Linked DNA regions of Mus musculus: all the other regions are linked to region 3. The links are chromatin contacts, called in public HiChIP or PLAC-seq and promoter capture Hi-C maps. All regions are on one chromosome and are shown on one strand. The core of a region is the stretch at or near the end of the contact, and the rest is flanking DNA. Distances in the headings are between cores, read along the strand shown. Region 1 has its middle 40 kb from the start of 4930539M17Rik. Region 2 has its middle 38 kb from the start of Fabp5. Region 3 holds the start of Zfp704 (zinc finger protein 704). Region 4 overlaps Gm33273 (a long non-coding RNA gene).

Region 1 (4,052 bases), core at 1,377-3,876, 510 kb after region 3:
CTAGCCTGGGCTACATGGCAATCCCAGCCTGAGCTGCATGAGCTCTCTCTCACCCTCTCCCCAATCCCAGCCTAAAAATATGAAATTAAATCAAACTTTGAACCTTCCAACTCCACAGCCTGAGCTGCGGGCTCCCTCCTGCACTTTCTTCCCCAGGCCTCTCCGAGTCCTGCCGCTCCTGGTTTGTGTGCCGGTCCAGTGCCTAGATCTAGGTGCCTCCACCAACACAGTGTTTTGTTTTGAGCTAAGGTATTATTTTCTTACTCCAACCAACGGGCCCAGAGCTCATGAGGTCCCCTGGCAGGACTAAAAGTTGTAGGGATCCTCCCTCTGTAGCCTTCCAAATGCCTGGTGACACAGTCATGCTAATAGGCCCACTGGGTCAGACCTGCTCTTTGAACCCTTTTTGGTCCCCTACCACACCCAGTGATGGTGGCGTATCAATACTGTAGCCAAGGGTGTTTGTTTAACGTCTCCAGAGATTGGTTTAATTAGGAATGTAGTTCATTTGGAAGGGTATTCACCTAGCATTTAAAAACCTCTTGATTTGCTATCCCATACCACATAAATTATGTAGGGGGAGTGGTGGGGCTCTACTGAGCCCCAATGCCAAATGTGTAGGAGGTAAAAGGCGGACAAGCAAAAGCCCAGGTTTGGGGGTGGAGAGATGGCTCAACAATCAAGAGCTTTGTAAGCCCCGCAGGGCCAAGTCTTCTCCTGGGCTCAAGGTGACGGTTTCCTTTTCATTCACCCAGAAGTGCCACAGTTATGAGGCAGTGATGAATCTTAAGCTCTTTAGTTTCTCCTGTTGAATGTTTACAATCTCAGCATGAAGCATGTGTAAGCCCCGTGAGATACAACGCTTGCGAGATTCTAAAACACTTGAAAATCCCCTTCTTTCCACAGCCGTCACAAACACGAGGAAGCCTTTAGTCTGCTTAGGAGCAACTTGCCTGTTAACACTTGTATGCGGCAAATACCAAACATTTGTATGTGTTCTTAACAGACATGGAAGGGTTCATGGTCACCAGAGGAGACTGCTGGACAAGCCCTTCTATCTGTGATCTCCTTTGTTTTATTTACCTAATTATCTATTTATTTACTTACTCATTTTAGTTAAAACCAAAAGGGAAGAAACGTGAGTTGGATCTATGTACTTACTAGGCTTGTATTCAGCTTTCTCTATGGCAGGCCTATGCTGAGTTCAGGGACAAATATGTAATATAGACTACATTAAAAGGTGGCCTTTTATTTGGCACACGGAGAACAAACCTCAGAGAGATAAAAATAGGCAGATGTTCTCAGCCCCTTGCCTTCGCCCCAGGACATACCTTGTTCATTCCTTGCAGTGGACCTGACCATACCCACCTCTACTTGGTCTGTAGGCAGAGCTTTATATCCCAGCCCATGAGTGTCAGTGGGATGGAAGGGAATACAAGTGACTCCTACTTACCAATACCGGGAGGGCTGTAGCTGAGTAGAAGACAGATTACTTAGCAGGCCTGAGACTCTAGGACCTATCCCAGGCACACAGAGGAAAGGGCCTGATGGTGCAGACCTGTAACCCCAGCTGTCCTGAGGCTGACAGACGCCTGTGTGGACAATTGAGCAGATCGGAATAGAATGGTTAAGGCTCTAGGTCAGTGATGGAGGGCTTGTCTAACATATGCAAGCTCAGGGTCCAGTCTGCAGTAAGAGAAGGATCAAAGCCAAAGCTTGTGACATCTGTGCTGCCGATCTAATGCACACTAGGAATAAGGCACGAGTTCTAGAGCCTCCTTGTATCGATCACCTGAGCTCACACCCACAAGTGTGTAAATTACGAGCTCTGCCTCCCGCCATTTTCCACACTGGGGTTTAGCAAGTTGTGGCTTCTTGTCCTGTGCCACTAAAATAGTGGAGAGATGTTCCAGTGGAAGCCAGTTTGAGCCCCACATACAAGGTGTTCTTTTATATATTATTTACGGTGCAGGGGATGGAACCTCTGGCTTCTCGTGCTAGGCAAGAGTTTTTCCCCACCTCCATATGCAGGATTTAAAAGAGACAGACATAGGGAAGAGGACTTTTAAAAAGGAAGGTCACACTTATTTTTTTTTAAAGTAGTCTGTTTCTGAAGAATTTTGAATGTTGGCAATAGAGCAAGTCACATGAGCTATGTCAGTTGCCTCCCACCCCACCCCTACCCCCAGGAAGAAACCCCTTCTCCACACCTCATTCCCCCAAGATTGGATTTAGATAAATTTACCAGCTAAACCACCCTGAAGATTGCAGAACAATTGGCCTACAGGTGTGGCTAGGAAAAGCCTGGAATTCTCAGGGGTCACCTGAGTGTGGATTTTACATAGCCTCCCTCTGTTCTCCCTGGGGACAGGTCTCTCCCTCTCCCCACCTGCATTATCTATGGAAAGGTTCCTTAGAGCCTGTTTGCAGATTCCCCAACACTCCCCCCTCCACCCAGTCCCCACCCCTCCCACCCCCACCCATTGCACCCTGGCGAGTCCCCGCTGGGCTGGTTCCCAGAACCTCTGAGCTCAAAGGCAAGAGCAGGGTGGGGTGACTTCCCTCCCTGCAGGGAATTCCAGCAGGCCCTCCCCTGGGCTTCTGCTCAGCCCCATTCCCTTGCAATAAGGAAGTTTAAACAATTCTGACTTTGCACCCTACCCTGACAGAGCTCCACTCTGTCCCACAGGCACCAAGGTACACCCTGCATATTTTCACATCTGACTTTAAAGACACCCCAAATAAAACTGACGCTAACATCCATGATCAAAAAGTCCAGTGTTTTCTAAAGAGAAGCATTAAAGAATGACTGTATTAGTATTAACTAAAAAAGTGTAACACGTTATGTCTGATCAGTGATTCATTATATATAACATTAATTGCTTGGTTATATTTGGGCCTGATGAACATTTTTATTGATTGCCTAGCATCTACGACCTATGACATGCTTGCGCGGTACACTTTTAGTCAAATCAGACCAGGCTTTGTTCTCAAAGAGCAGGAAGCCCTTCAGAAAGAGAGCCACGTGCAAATATAAGAGTCTTGGGGAACGAGCTGGAGCAGTAAAGTAATTCAGTGTGGAATGCTTGCCCAACACAGTAAAACCCTAGGTCCAGCTCCACCAGCAAGACAAACCGCCATTATCCTCCTCCTCTTCTTCATCTTCACAGAGAGTTCAACACGCAACAGTTGCAGGGGAGAGCGAGGAGAGCTGTGTCTGAGGGGCTTCTAATGCCCCCAACCATGAGGGCCTGGTTCTCTTTCTTTGCTCCATGGCTCAAGACAAAGCCGTCTCTTGAGACCTTTCTTCTTTCCTGCATTTATTCACTCACTGGTTCATTAAGCAGTGTTCTTTTCCAGGTATGGTGGTATACACCTGTAATCCCAGCATTTGGGAGGCAGAGGAACTCAAATTATCTAGGGTTCAAGACCAGCATAGGCTCCATCACAAGATCTTATCTCAAAAGACGAACAAACAAAAATGTTCTTGTTTGACCTTGGCCATGGCATAGGCCTTGGGAAATGGCAAAGTCTCAACCTCTTGAGGTTTGTCCCTGATCAGGGGAGGCAAGTCAGGAAAAAAAAAGCCTTATAACCATGTTACTAAAATAACTTCACGTGAAGGCTAGAGATGGCCTCACCAGCTGACACCGTGATTTTGATCTCTAGAACCCATATAAAAGCTGGGTGCAGTAGCCTGCACCTCTAATTCCAGGACTCCTATGGGCAAGATGGGACTCAAGACAGGAGAATCGTCTGGAATGCCTAAAAAACATAGTACAGCAAGAGAGACTGCCTTGAAACAGGGCAAGAACTGACCCCTGAAAGTAATTTTCTGACCTCTATACACAGGCAGTAGTGTGAGTGCACACACACAGGACCCCACACACGCACAGGATAGCATGGGTGGGCACGAGCACATGCACGCACATGCGCACACACACACACAAATAAAAGAGTGAAAAATAATTTCGGGTGATAACTGCTGGGAAGACCATGGGCAGCGGCATTAGCCAGGGTGTTTGGAAATCAGAAGTTCAGGACTGAGGACT
Region 2 (3,890 bases), core at 341-2,840, 360 kb before region 3:
GGAGCTTCAGTTGAGGAAATGCCTCCATGAGATCCAACTGTAAGGCATTTTCTCAATTAGTGATCAAGGGGGAAAGGCCCCTTGTGGGTGGGACCATCTCTGGGCTGGTAGTCTTGGTTTTATAAGAGAGCAGGCTGATCAAGCCAGGGGAAGCAAACCAGTAAGTAACATCCCTCCATGGCCTCTGCATCAGCTCCTGCTTCCTGACCTGCTTGGGTTCCAGTCCTGACTTCCTTGGTGATGAACAGCAGTATGGAAGTGTAAGCCAAATAAATCCTTTCCTACCCAACGTGTTTCTTAGTCATGATGTTTGTTCAGGAATAGAAACCCTGACTAAGACACCAAGTAACCTTGCTTTCTGTTGCTTCTGTTCTTGTGTTTGCCTCCTGCCATCTGATTATCTCAAGTGCTGCTGCCCTCAATATATCTGATTGGAGCCTGTCCTTCCTGTAATTCCAGTTGATTCAGGACTCCTCAGAGTCCAGCTTTCTCTGTGATCCTGTGATTCCAGAGCTTGTAAACCTGAGATTCTGGGTGTGTCAGAGTTCTTGGCAGTCAAGCTTCCTCTGAGACCCTCAGATCCTGGTGTGACCAAGCTCCTGGGATGCTGTGATCCTGGAATCCTAAGATCCTTGGCCTGTTACAGTACTTGGAAGTGGAGTCTCTTCTGGAGACTGTGGGGCTGTCTTGTGTGTTTGAAACCAAGGTGTACCAGCACTAAGCAGAAGGAACCTGAACTGCTGGTCAGGCAGGGCTCCTGTGTCCTTGCTCCTGCTATCACAGGCCCGTCACGGTCAGTGATTCTAAGATCCTGGATGTGCTAGAGCGCCTTCGGCGTGGAGAGTCCTCTGGGGAGCTCCGGACCATCCGTCCAGTTGGCACCCAAGGTCTCTTCAGCTTTTTACAAACAGGCCATATGGTGCCATGACTCAGATTTAGGAACTCTGCAGATTTGCATGCCACCCCAGCTACTACATGGAGATTCATGCTGGCTAGCTCAGAACAGGTCAGAGTTACTGTCAGCATGATCCCAGGGAAGAGTTCTTGAGCTCGGAGCTACCCCTCTGTTGTCTTTGAGAATGGGAGACAGTCAGTCTTTCACTGGCCCTCATTCTAGGACTTCTTCCCTTGGGTGAGATTCCCTCTCCTTTTGAGACAGTTTCTTTCTCTCTGCTGAGAAATTTCCAGGCTTGGGTAAACTGCTCTCTCTGGCTCAGGAGCACGGGCGCCAAGCATTAGCCCTCAGGCCCCCACGTGATGACCTGGCCGTCTGGCCTAGGCTGGAATCTCTCTTGGGTTGTTAATGCCCTCAGGACACTGGTAGGGGCAGTTAATAACCCTTTTCTCTCACTTGGGGTCAGTCTTAGTGGGATGTCTTGGTCTAAAGCAATATCTGCATGGCAACTAGACTGACACTTTCTCTCTAGGGACCCATAGTCTCTTTCCCCTACCCCTCCCTCATTTGCAGTCTGCTGCAGCCACTAGTTCAGCCAGTTCACCTAAAAAAATGGGTCTGGCCCCACCCCTTGCGTCCTGCCAGGGCCCCCATCTGTGAGACTTGCTTTCCCACTTGCGAGAGCACACTAGGGAGCCCCTCCCTCCCTCCCTCTTTCTCTTTCTCTCTCTCCCTTCCTGCCGGGGACTTATAAAATGATGTCTAGCTGCGCCACAAGAATAACGTGCAGGTCGCTGGAATACAGAACAGACTACTTTGGGGGCTTCTCGTCCCCCACCCACCACGGACTCCTTCTGCCGAAGCACTGGGCCACAACTTCTGGCTGCTAGTAGGAAGTCCCACCCCATACCCGGTCAAAGTAAACAGACTTCCTGCTGCCTCTGCCTAGAGCCACTGCTGCCTGACACACTGTTCCCACTGCTGCAGCAGCTTGCAACCACCACCCCGCCCGTTCAGCAGCAGGAGCGCACACGCCATTATCGTGGCTCCTAGCAATCTGTACTCAGGGCTACAGGCTATGTACCCGTTCCACTCCACCTGAGTGCACGCCTGGTACCTCAACTGCACACGTACATGCATGCACCAGCCACTCCCTCGCTCCGCAGACTAACCATTCCCACGGCTTGCCTGCCAGCTTTAAACTTTCATTCCTGTCCTGTCTTGATCGATGGTGTCTTTTACTACTGCCATTGAATGATAGTGTGCTCTATTCAGATATAACCAATCGATATAGCCCTCCATCTTATCAGAAGTCTGCTAATTATTAAGATTATTACAGACAGAATTCCCGACGCCTCTAACAGTTAACCCCACCAGGTCTCAGAAGATGAGGACACAACTACAAGATACTGCTGAGATTGTGATATGATAATAACTGAAAAATGCAGTGGACAAAAGTGGATGCTCTGAGTCAAATGACTTAGCTAAATCAAGGTAAACCATTTCTCATATCACACTTATCCATTCCACAGAGAAAAGGCCCTGTGTCTTCTGCTCTTGAAAGCCAGACTGACTGCCCATGTTGCCATGGAGACCGTGGAGAGCACGGGGACTCTTAGCTAGTGGACTCTGTCATTTTTTAAATAATATGACTGGTAGATTATTCTTTCTCACACTTCCGACTACACTGACAGCTAAGCTAACTGTAGCTTGACAGCTAGAAAAAGCTTCCCCAGATGTCATCTGTTATCTCCTTACCTAAACTCTGTTTCCATTCATTAAATGCTTCATGTTTCCTCTTCTTGCTATGCCACTGCCCTAATATTATTCAAGTTCTTATAAACTTGCCTAATTCTAACACAACATTCCACTATACTATCCAACTTTTTAATCACAGATTCTTGTTCCTTCTGACTCACAAAAGGCTCATCTTAAAGACTATTCATGGTGTTAACTCTTGTTGTTATCTCTTTTGTAAATTTATAAGCTGGAGGAAACCCACTCAGATCTACCTCTCATGGACCAGATAGACTCCACTCAGATAAGTCCATCTGCCCAAAGTTCCCTCTTACTACTTATTATTCCAGAGGGTGGGATTCCTCTGGGATTCAACTGTACATCTAAGAAAAAAAAATTTTACTTTCTCCCAAGCACACTTAATCTTATTCTCTACCTATAATAATGTGTTTCAACACCCTGTCAAGTCCAGGCGCTTACTACACCCAGGACAGCTCCACAGAGGCAGCCTCCAGATGCTCCATCTCCTGTCACAGACACAGACGCGTCTAATACACCCAGGACAGATCCACAGAAGCAGCCTCCAGGTGCTCCATCTCCTGTCACAGACACAGATGCGTCTAATACACCCAGGACAGCTCCACAGAGGCAGCCTCCAGGTGCTCCATCTCCTGTCACAGACACAGACGCTTCCACTACACCCAGGACAGCTCCACAGAAAGCCTCCAGATGCTCCATCTCCTGTCACAGAGACAGACGCTTCCACGACACCCAGGACAGCTCCACAGAAACCCTCCAGATGCTCCATCTCCTGTCACAGACACAGACGCGTCTACTACACCCAGGACAGCTCCACAGAAGCAGCCTCCAGATGCTCCATCTCCTGTCACAGACACAGACGCGTCTACTGCCTTTGTTCCTTCTGACCTATCCTCAGATGGCTCCACAGACTCTGGACAGCAGAAAACAGCCCACTCTCTCCTAAAACTGGACAAACATCCCCCATACCCTTTTTTCTAGGTTCCCTAGAGACACGTCGCCCCCAAAGCCAGCCGGAAGTAGTCAGATATCACAATGATCCTATTCCTGCTTCACCATCGCCTCTTTCTAATTTTTTCTTTCTTAATTAAACCAAAATGGAAGAATGTTAGCATTCTGTCTAACCTCCACCCCACAGTTACCTAGCAAGGTAAGTAGGTAGCCTGACCCACTATAAAAGGGGCTGCTTGCTCCCTCCTCCGTCTCTTGCTTCTCTCTT
Region 3 (3,836 bases), core at 1,042-3,541:
AGCTTTTGCTGTTCATAAACTTACTCCTGGGTATGGGGCTATCCATTAATTAGAGTGTGGCTGACCTGGAGTCACACCATTACAGACAACTGCCTTTTCCTCCCTTAGAAGCTATTACCCGTCCATACCTTCTCAGGGCTGCAAACTCAGCCTTTCCTGCTTCTGGAAGAAGCCCTTGCCCATATTCCTGTAAGTGATCCAGTAACACTCATTCACCAAGTTCACCAAGATGGACTTTGATGGCATCCAAACTTTAGTGTGTCATGGCTTCCCTATCTGGGGTAAGTTGATAGGTGTGTTTTCTCTCCCCAGGAGAAGTTTTGTCATGACATAGATGATGAACACAGTCCCACTAAACCCCTTAGGGAGCAGTGACTTTATTGGGCTTACTTCGAAACATGAAGGAGGACTTACAAGAACATGGGTGAGCCCAAAGCAGTTGTGCCACCAGAAAGTCTTACCCAGCATGAATGATTTACCCACAGCTGCAGAGATTGGGGGGGGGGGTGTCTCCCCTTCAGTTAACCTTCCACACTCTGTAATCCAGCATCTCTGCTGGGACAGAGACAAGTGCCACTCGGGCAAAATTCCATACAAGTGGCTGGGGGACAGGCTGAGTCTCATGGAGAGGCTTTGTGCCCACTCCTCCTAAGGACAGCCAATCAGCCCGATGGCATGCAAGGATCACAGCTGTTCTGATGACCATGACAGCTGTGCTGTTAGTTGAAACAGTCGATAAGATCTCTTCTGCACCCCTCGTACAGGTCCTTGAGCCACCTGCCCACCTCTGCCAGAGACCCATATACTTAGCTGCCTCTCTCCAAATCATCTCATGAGATCAACCAAGCCACTATCTTCAATCTGGAGGAGAGCAGCTTCGCTCCTTGCCTGGGGCTACTCTTTCTAGGCTCACGGAAACAATTCACTTGCTTCTGGGAGGGTCTAGCTACATCCAAGACACACCCATAAATTACAATGCTCCAGTTAACAAGGTTTGCTCATTCTAATTTCCTGAACAGGATATTTACAGATGAAAAGTTCACTAGAAACGGTGTGTTTTGAATGCACTTTGAGGGAGATAAATTCTGGGGTGGTATCTGAAGTGGGGCAGGGAGTGCATGTGTGCACACCTGCATGTGTGCACACCTCCTCTTCAGACTGTACGCACTTCCAATTTCACTGTGGGGAGGTGTTAGCAGAGCTTTGGGACTCGAAAGGAAGGGCTGACGGAAAGGCATTTCAGAAAGGACGGACAGGACCTGTGGGCCAGTGCCTCACAGGAAGTGAGAACAAGGTGGCTTTAAAACACACCACTATTTTTGGATGTGATTACTTAAAACAGGCATTTTCTGGACGGGTGATCAGTTTCTGGGAGGACAAAGTTCATTTTAGAATCCTTGTCCTCATCCCTCTTTAGCGGTTGGAAGGTACCCCAAATAAACATTTAATGAGCCCCATCACATGTCTAGCAAGCCACGTGATGTTCAATCTCCAAGAACAATGGGCCATGTGGACACCCTTTTACTCAATTGTTGATGAATAAGGCCCTCCTAGCCCTAGCCAAAACCTATAGAATTTAGGGGCATGATCTGGATGCAGAATGTCTGGTTTACTCCCTCCGAAAGCAGCAGTCATTCATAACATGGCAAACTGGCCTTCTGCTAGCTTACATATATAAAAAGCTGAAATAACAATCTTGACCACTTGGTGTGTTGCTTTCTCTAGACTGGGACAGTGCCAGTAGACCAAACCAAGAGCAGAAAGAACACTTTTGGAATTCGGCCCATATCATATCACCAGGTAAGGACCTCAGGTGGAAACTGGAAGAAACACATAGGAGGGCCAAACCTGCACAGAGCTGAGAACATGAGGCAAGGCCTACAACCTGGTGCTCAAAGGAACCTGGTAGAGAGGGCCAGGGAAATGTTGCAGGAATCTCCATGACTGAGGACTCAGGCTGGGAACTGACCCCAAACCTGGGGTTGGCACACCTGGTCGAACTCCACTTGAGCACCAGTGGTCGCCATCTGAGAACCACTCTTGAGCAAATCTCTTAAGCAAACACCTTCCTGCCGTCTAAACCTACGCTTTTCCCACCAGAGGGAGACATGGGCCCAGGGGCAAGGGTGGCCTCAGTGTCCCAGCCAACTGCTGGGAAGCCGGCAGATTTTCAGAGAGCGCGGGTCTGGGGAAAAAAATCCAGTCCGGGTTTTGTCTGAACGGAGACCAGGAAGGCAGCGAGGACTGGGGAAGAGGGGGAGGCGGTGAAGACACGACACAAACAGCTCGCGCCCAGGACACCGCGGTAGGCCCTGAGCGCGCGGGCGCAGGGCCCGGAGAGGCGCGCGCCGGCCCGGCCGCCGGCCGCATGGAGCGCAGCGCAGCCCGCGGCTCCCGGGAGGCGCAGGCGGAGGTAGCGGCAGCGGGAGCAGCGCGCTCGCTCACACCCACCCCCGCCCGCGGCCGGCGCGCCGCCCCGCCGTAGCCGCCGGCGTCCCCGCGGGCCCGGCCAGCGAAGGCGGCGTCCGCGCGTCTGCCAGCCAGCAGCGGCGGCCAGCCCGGGAGGCGGCCCCGCAAGCCCCGCAGCCGCGCGTCTCCGGGCCCAGCCGCAGCCCGCGAGGAGCCCGGCGCTCCGGCCCGCAAGCCCGGCGCAGGCATGCAGGCCAGGCGCCTGGCCAAGCGCCCCAGCCTGGGCAGCCGCCGCGGGGGCGCTGCGCCCGCTCCCGCCCCCGAGGCCGCCGCTCTGGGGCTCCCGCCCCCCGGCCCCAGCCCGGCCGCCGCACCGGGAAGCTGGAGGCCGCCGCTGCCGCCGCCGCGCGGGACCGGCCCCTCGCGCGCTGCCGCCGCCTCGTCGCCGGTCCTGCTGCTGCTGGGCGAGGAGGACGAGGACGAGGAGGGCGCGGGCCGAAGGCGCAGGACGCGCGGGCGGGTAACGGAGAAGCCCCGAGGGGTCGCGGAGGAGGAGGACGACGACGAGGAAGAGGACGAAGAGGTGGTTGTCGAGGTGGTGGACGGCGACGAGGACGACGAGGACGCTGAGGAGCGCTTCGTGCCCCTCGGACCCGGCCGTGCGCTTCCCAAGGGCCCCGCCCGAGGCGCGGTGAAGGTGCGTGCGAGGTGCCGGGGATCGGTGGGGGGCGCAGCGGGCTCGGCGGGGCGCCGGGGCGCCGGGGAGGCCGAGCGCAGCGGCGCGGGCCGGGAGGGGTGTGTCAGGCGGCGGTGGGCAGCGCGCGGAACTGCGGCTCAGCGGCTCAGCGGCTCAGCGGCGCCCGGCGGCCTGTCGGTGCTCAGAGGCCGGGCGGATGCGTGGTCCCGCGTGCCGGTAGGCAAGGAAGGAGCGCTTCTCTGGGCAGGGTGGGGAACTTGGGAGCTGGACGAGGTCGGAGCCCCGATCGGCCTGGCATTGATATTTTATTCTGCTCTGGGGAGGCAGGAGTCTTCCTTCTCTTGTTCAAGCTTCTGGAAACTAGCCAGCAACCTGCAACACCTCCTTTCACCTGAGAACAGTTGTTGGTCGGTTCCATCACAGGCACTTGTGAAGGAGTTGGGAGCCTGTGCAGCAACAACCTAGACCTTGGTTTCCGCGAGCTTTTTGCCCCTCCCCCATCCCCGTGTTTCTCCTCGCCCTCCTTAAACTGGACATCCTAAGCACTTACCCTCCGCCCCCTTAAGATTACAAAAGAGGAAGGCGGGGAAGGTGTTTGTGTTGTGGGGAGAGAGAGGGGTAGCATTTAAAATGAATGTGACTTTCAGCTGAAAAATTTCACCAGGTCCTCATCCGCGCTACCGCAACGAGCGATCTTTCCGTTTTTTTGTATCTTCAGAAGATAAAGGGT
Region 4 (3,650 bases), core at 516-3,015, 270 kb before region 3:
GGTGTACATCAGGCAAACCCAGGCTTTGCCACCATACCTTTCTCTCTTGAATCCAGACGAGCCACTGCATGAAGGAAAATGCAACACAAACTTAGTTCAGATATGATGGTATCACTCCCCAGCCCCCCCGAAATGATGGTAACTCAATCGCTCCCCAGCCCCCCGAAATGATGGTAACTCAATTGCCCCACCCCCACCCCAGAAATGATGGTAACTCAATTGCCACCCCCACAGAAATGATGGTAACTCAATCGCCTCCCCCCCCCCCGAAATGATGGTAACTCAATTGCCCCCCTACAGAAATGATGGTAACTCAATTGCCCCCCCACCACAGAAATGATGGTAACTCAATCGCCCGCCCCCCCCCCCCCGCCCCCGAAATGATGGTAACTCAATCCCCCACCCCCCACCCCCAGAAATGATGGTAACTCAATTGCTGGGCATAGCAACTAAAATCCTAATCTTGTAAACCTTATTAAATCTGATTCCTCTTGTGGTGAACCCGCCATTGAAACCAGAAGACACTAGTAATTACAACTTGTCCTACACTGTCCCTGTCCAAAATGGGCCTCTCTCCTGCTTCCTCTCTTCCTCTGTTCAACCGGGAATTCCCTCCTACTCGCCCAGTGATTGGCTCCTTTATTCATTAGGGGATTGGTTCACAAGAACTCACCCGAGTATGTGACTTACTCCTCGTCCGCAACCCCTTCCAGTAAAGCGGAATTAGCACCAAAGTACAAGTACAAACAGCACCAGGCCCATCCACAACACGTATTTCTTAAACTATTCCTACCAAACGCTAGGCAGGGACTTTGATTGTTCTATTAAATTTCATTTGAACTTTCCCAACTCTTCTTAGGAAACCCTGGTGTCTACTGTGTCAAAATGACGCAAAGTGCATTGTAATGTGCTCAAGGCATGAGAATGTCCCAGATGGGACTGGAAGTGGCCACATGGGCATCTAGACACCATTTAAGGAATAATAAGAGCCCAGGGGCATGATGAAGGAAGAATAACACAAACAGCGAAGCCATGGCTGCAGAAAGCTCACTGTAGTTAGGCCATCGAAAGTAATCCCAGGGCTTATTAACCCTTCTTAGTGAGATGAGTTTATTACAGCACCTTTTCTAAATGTATTTGTTATAATGTTAAGGGCTGAACTGATTGCGACATGATTATTATATTTTCTTAACTTATGTGAAAGGCTGGGCATGGTGGTATGTATCTGTAATCCTAACTACTGGGGAGGCTGAAGCAGTAGAATCATATGTTCGAAACCAGCCAAGACTGTAGGCAATACTGGGACATCCTTCCTCAAAATAGACCAGCGAATAAGCAAACCCATTGGCTGATAGAAGCCAATTAAATTTTGAGACCATGTAAAAAGAATTAAAGTTCTTTAGTCTCATGAAACATCTAAATGTGTATCTTTACTTTTCTCAAGGCAGCAACCGTTGAAGGAAAAAAAATTTTTAAATGGGCTTCAAAGAATGTAAGGGCTGGAGAATGCGGAGGAACGCTGAGAAACACTGTCTATTGATGAACTCTCAACCACCGTGCTGACCTGCACAAGATGAAGCCAAGCCAAACCCCAGTGCGTAAAGGGAAGCCATTGCCAACTGGTGATTGTTGGAAGAAGGAGAACTGATTTTCTTTAGGGAGGCAGACCCTGGGAAGCTACCTGAGCCATTTGTGGAGGAATCACCCTGTGCACGTATTCGCAGCACTAAGTTGACTCAGTGAGTATAAAAAGAAAAGCGCGTGGGGCGGAGAGGGGAAAGTGGTGCCTTGGGAGTCGGGCGGAGAGGAAGTAGAGCAGAAGGAACTCAGGGTAGATTCGATTCAAACTCACTTTAGGACACTTTATGCTTTTCAGAAAGGTCATTGAGGAAGACAAGAGAGCTGTTTAAAATATTGATTGGAAAACAACTATGAGTATGGAAAGTTGCACTTCTAAATCTAAACACACTTTCAAACTTTCCAATGCCTTGAAAAGAGCTAGATTGGCGATCCTAAAATGAAAAATTATCTTAATGAGTTACAAATTTAGAAAGAGATTCTCCAGTTGTGTCTAATTTAACTTGATAGTTAAGTGTTCCAAAAATATATCTTTAAATTCCTGCTGCAAAAATGTACATAGTGATGCTTAAATTAAAATGACTTTTAGAGTTAGGCACATGCTACGTGTCTTCTTGGTCACCTTTCTCTTTCCTTTCTGTGTATAACCAATGGTTGGATGAGTATTGATAATTTTTTAACCATATTTCTTATTTAATTTAGTTGTTTATATTAAAGGATAATTTAATTAACTCTTTGAAATGTCTTACTCTTTTATGAGTTATATTCTTTTGAATTTTATTTCATTTACATTAAGGTTTAGTAATAGCTGATTGACAAGGTTTAGATGCTACTCTGGTAATGGCAGAAATAAAATACATTATTTCAAATATTCAAATGTCCCCCTTCTTGGGTTTTATTTCTAATTTAACAACACCAAAAGTTCATCATCTCCAACCTTTAAAAACATGAAAATTTGAGACAAATGATTAGAGAAAAGATTTGACTGTGTATTTAACAACATACAACTGATGCCGCCACTAAGACTGGGGATTAGTGAGGACAGGGTTTGGTCCAGGAGACAGTGATGGGGGATTTGAGACCAGTTACTGTTGTGGATGGCCCTGGGGCTAATTATATTTGATGTTAATTCTGTTCTCCAGTGAGTAGCCTCTAACAAGCAAAGAGTCAACACTCAGGTGATTTCCAGTAAACCTGCTTCCCACCTTAATTTGTAAAATAAAGGAGAGCTGATGATTGGGCAGATAAAAGGGAAGGTGGTGGTGGAGAAAATGGAAGAGGGAGAGGACGCAGAGGAGGAGGAAGAAGAAAAGCAGAGCAGAAGCACATGGCCTGGAGAAACCGCAAGTTCTAAGGGGTCTCATAAGCTGTAGAAGATGGTAGTGTAACGGTAGATCTGCCCAATCTAGGCTCACAGCATGTATTCATACTAATTGTGTTGTGTTTTCCTTGCCGGGGTGTATTTGGGAGGAGATTTACCGCAACAGGTTACTGTAAAACAAGATTCTTACTCAACTTCTCTATCACAAGCAATCTGGTAGGGCAAAGGGAAGCCATCTTTCTGAGGGTGGATGCTGTGTGTCACAGGTCTTTGGCTGCATCCAATTTCATAATTTATTGCACCAGCTTGTTTTGAAGCTTTCAAACAGTCCTCTCCCTCATTGCTAACACTTGCCCTGGTTTTAGAAACAAGCAAACAGGGAAGTTGTCACCCTTTTTAAATTGTGTGCTTTCCTCACCTTCCTTGTTCCCCAGGTTTCTCCCCCTTTGAGAACCAGCTGGCTGCTCTTAAAACACCACCCACATCACAGCCCATGTTCTGAAACTCCACCAAAGGTGGCCTACCCAAGTTCTGGTACCTGGCACTGGCTGTAGCCGAGTGGGAGATGCCATCCCCAGCAGTGGCAAAGTCCTTTTAGTCCCAGCACCACACACAAGTATCAATAAGAACAATAACAGCAAAAAAACCCTCATATAACAGTGGCCAAGGGTTAGATCCAATAGCCAATAATAGCGTTTTCTCCCCCAAAAGATTTCTAGGATTTAAATCATCTTCTCGGAGACAAATGAAA

Evidence for each region. Promoter capture Hi-C pulls out the DNA fragments that hold promoters and counts their contacts. HiChIP or PLAC-seq counts read pairs in DNA pulled down with a chosen protein or histone mark.
Region 1: a contact with region 3 is called in a promoter capture Hi-C map of embryonic stem cells, with 4 times the contacts expected there. The contact joins the enhancer-like site here to the promoter of Zfp704 in region 3. A contact is called at or near these places in 2 of 39 promoter capture datasets (both in embryonic stem cells), 6 of 115 datasets of contacts at active chromatin or transcription factors (embryonic stem cells, pancreatic cancer cells and stem cell-derived neural progenitor cells) and 1 of 9 other capture datasets (embryonic stem cells).
Region 2: an H3K4me3 HiChIP or PLAC-seq map of bone marrow-derived macrophages shows a contact between it and region 3, with 3 times the contacts expected there. The contact joins the enhancer-like site here to the promoter of Zfp704 in region 3. A contact is called at or near these places in 2 of 115 datasets of contacts at active chromatin or transcription factors (bone marrow-derived macrophages and microglia).
Region 4: an H3K27ac HiChIP or PLAC-seq map of microglia shows a contact between it and region 3, with 6 times the contacts expected there. The contact joins the enhancer-like site here to the promoter of Zfp704 in region 3. A contact is called at or near these places in 1 of 39 promoter capture datasets (hematopoietic stem and progenitor cells) and 2 of 115 datasets of contacts at active chromatin or transcription factors (bone marrow-derived macrophages and microglia).

The regions. Positions count from the first base shown.
Region 1 is chr3:9,099,950-9,104,001 of GRCm38.p6, reverse strand. No RefSeq gene overlaps it. Among named protein-coding and RNA genes, the nearest start is that of 4930539M17Rik, 40 kb to the right of the region's middle. Within about 2 kb of position 2,626, at least 24 of the 459 cell types and tissues checked have an H3K27ac peak or open chromatin away from gene starts, as enhancers often do. A contact at or near this core is called in embryonic stem cells, where this site is marked.
Region 2 is chr3:9,972,506-9,976,395 of GRCm38.p6, reverse strand. No RefSeq gene overlaps it. Among named protein-coding and RNA genes, the nearest start is that of Fabp5, 38 kb to the left of the region's middle. Within about 2 kb of position 1,590, at least 175 of the 459 cell types and tissues checked have an H3K27ac peak or open chromatin away from gene starts, as enhancers often do. A contact at or near this core is called in bone marrow-derived macrophages, where this site is marked.
Region 3 is chr3:9,608,540-9,612,375 of GRCm38.p6, reverse strand. Zfp704 (zinc finger protein 704) reads left to right here and starts at 2,291. Exons shown (of 9, transcript NM_133218.2): 1 at 2,291-3,106. The coding sequence starts at 2,657.
Region 4 is chr3:9,879,201-9,882,850 of GRCm38.p6, reverse strand. Gm33273 (a long non-coding RNA gene) reads left to right here. Exons shown (of 3, transcript XR_387542.3): 3 at 1,445-2,223. Among named protein-coding and RNA genes, the nearest start is that of Gm33273, 4.3 kb to the left of the region's middle. Within about 2 kb of position 1,765, at least 10 of the 459 cell types and tissues checked have an H3K27ac peak or open chromatin away from gene starts, as enhancers often do. A contact at or near this core is called in microglia, where this site is marked.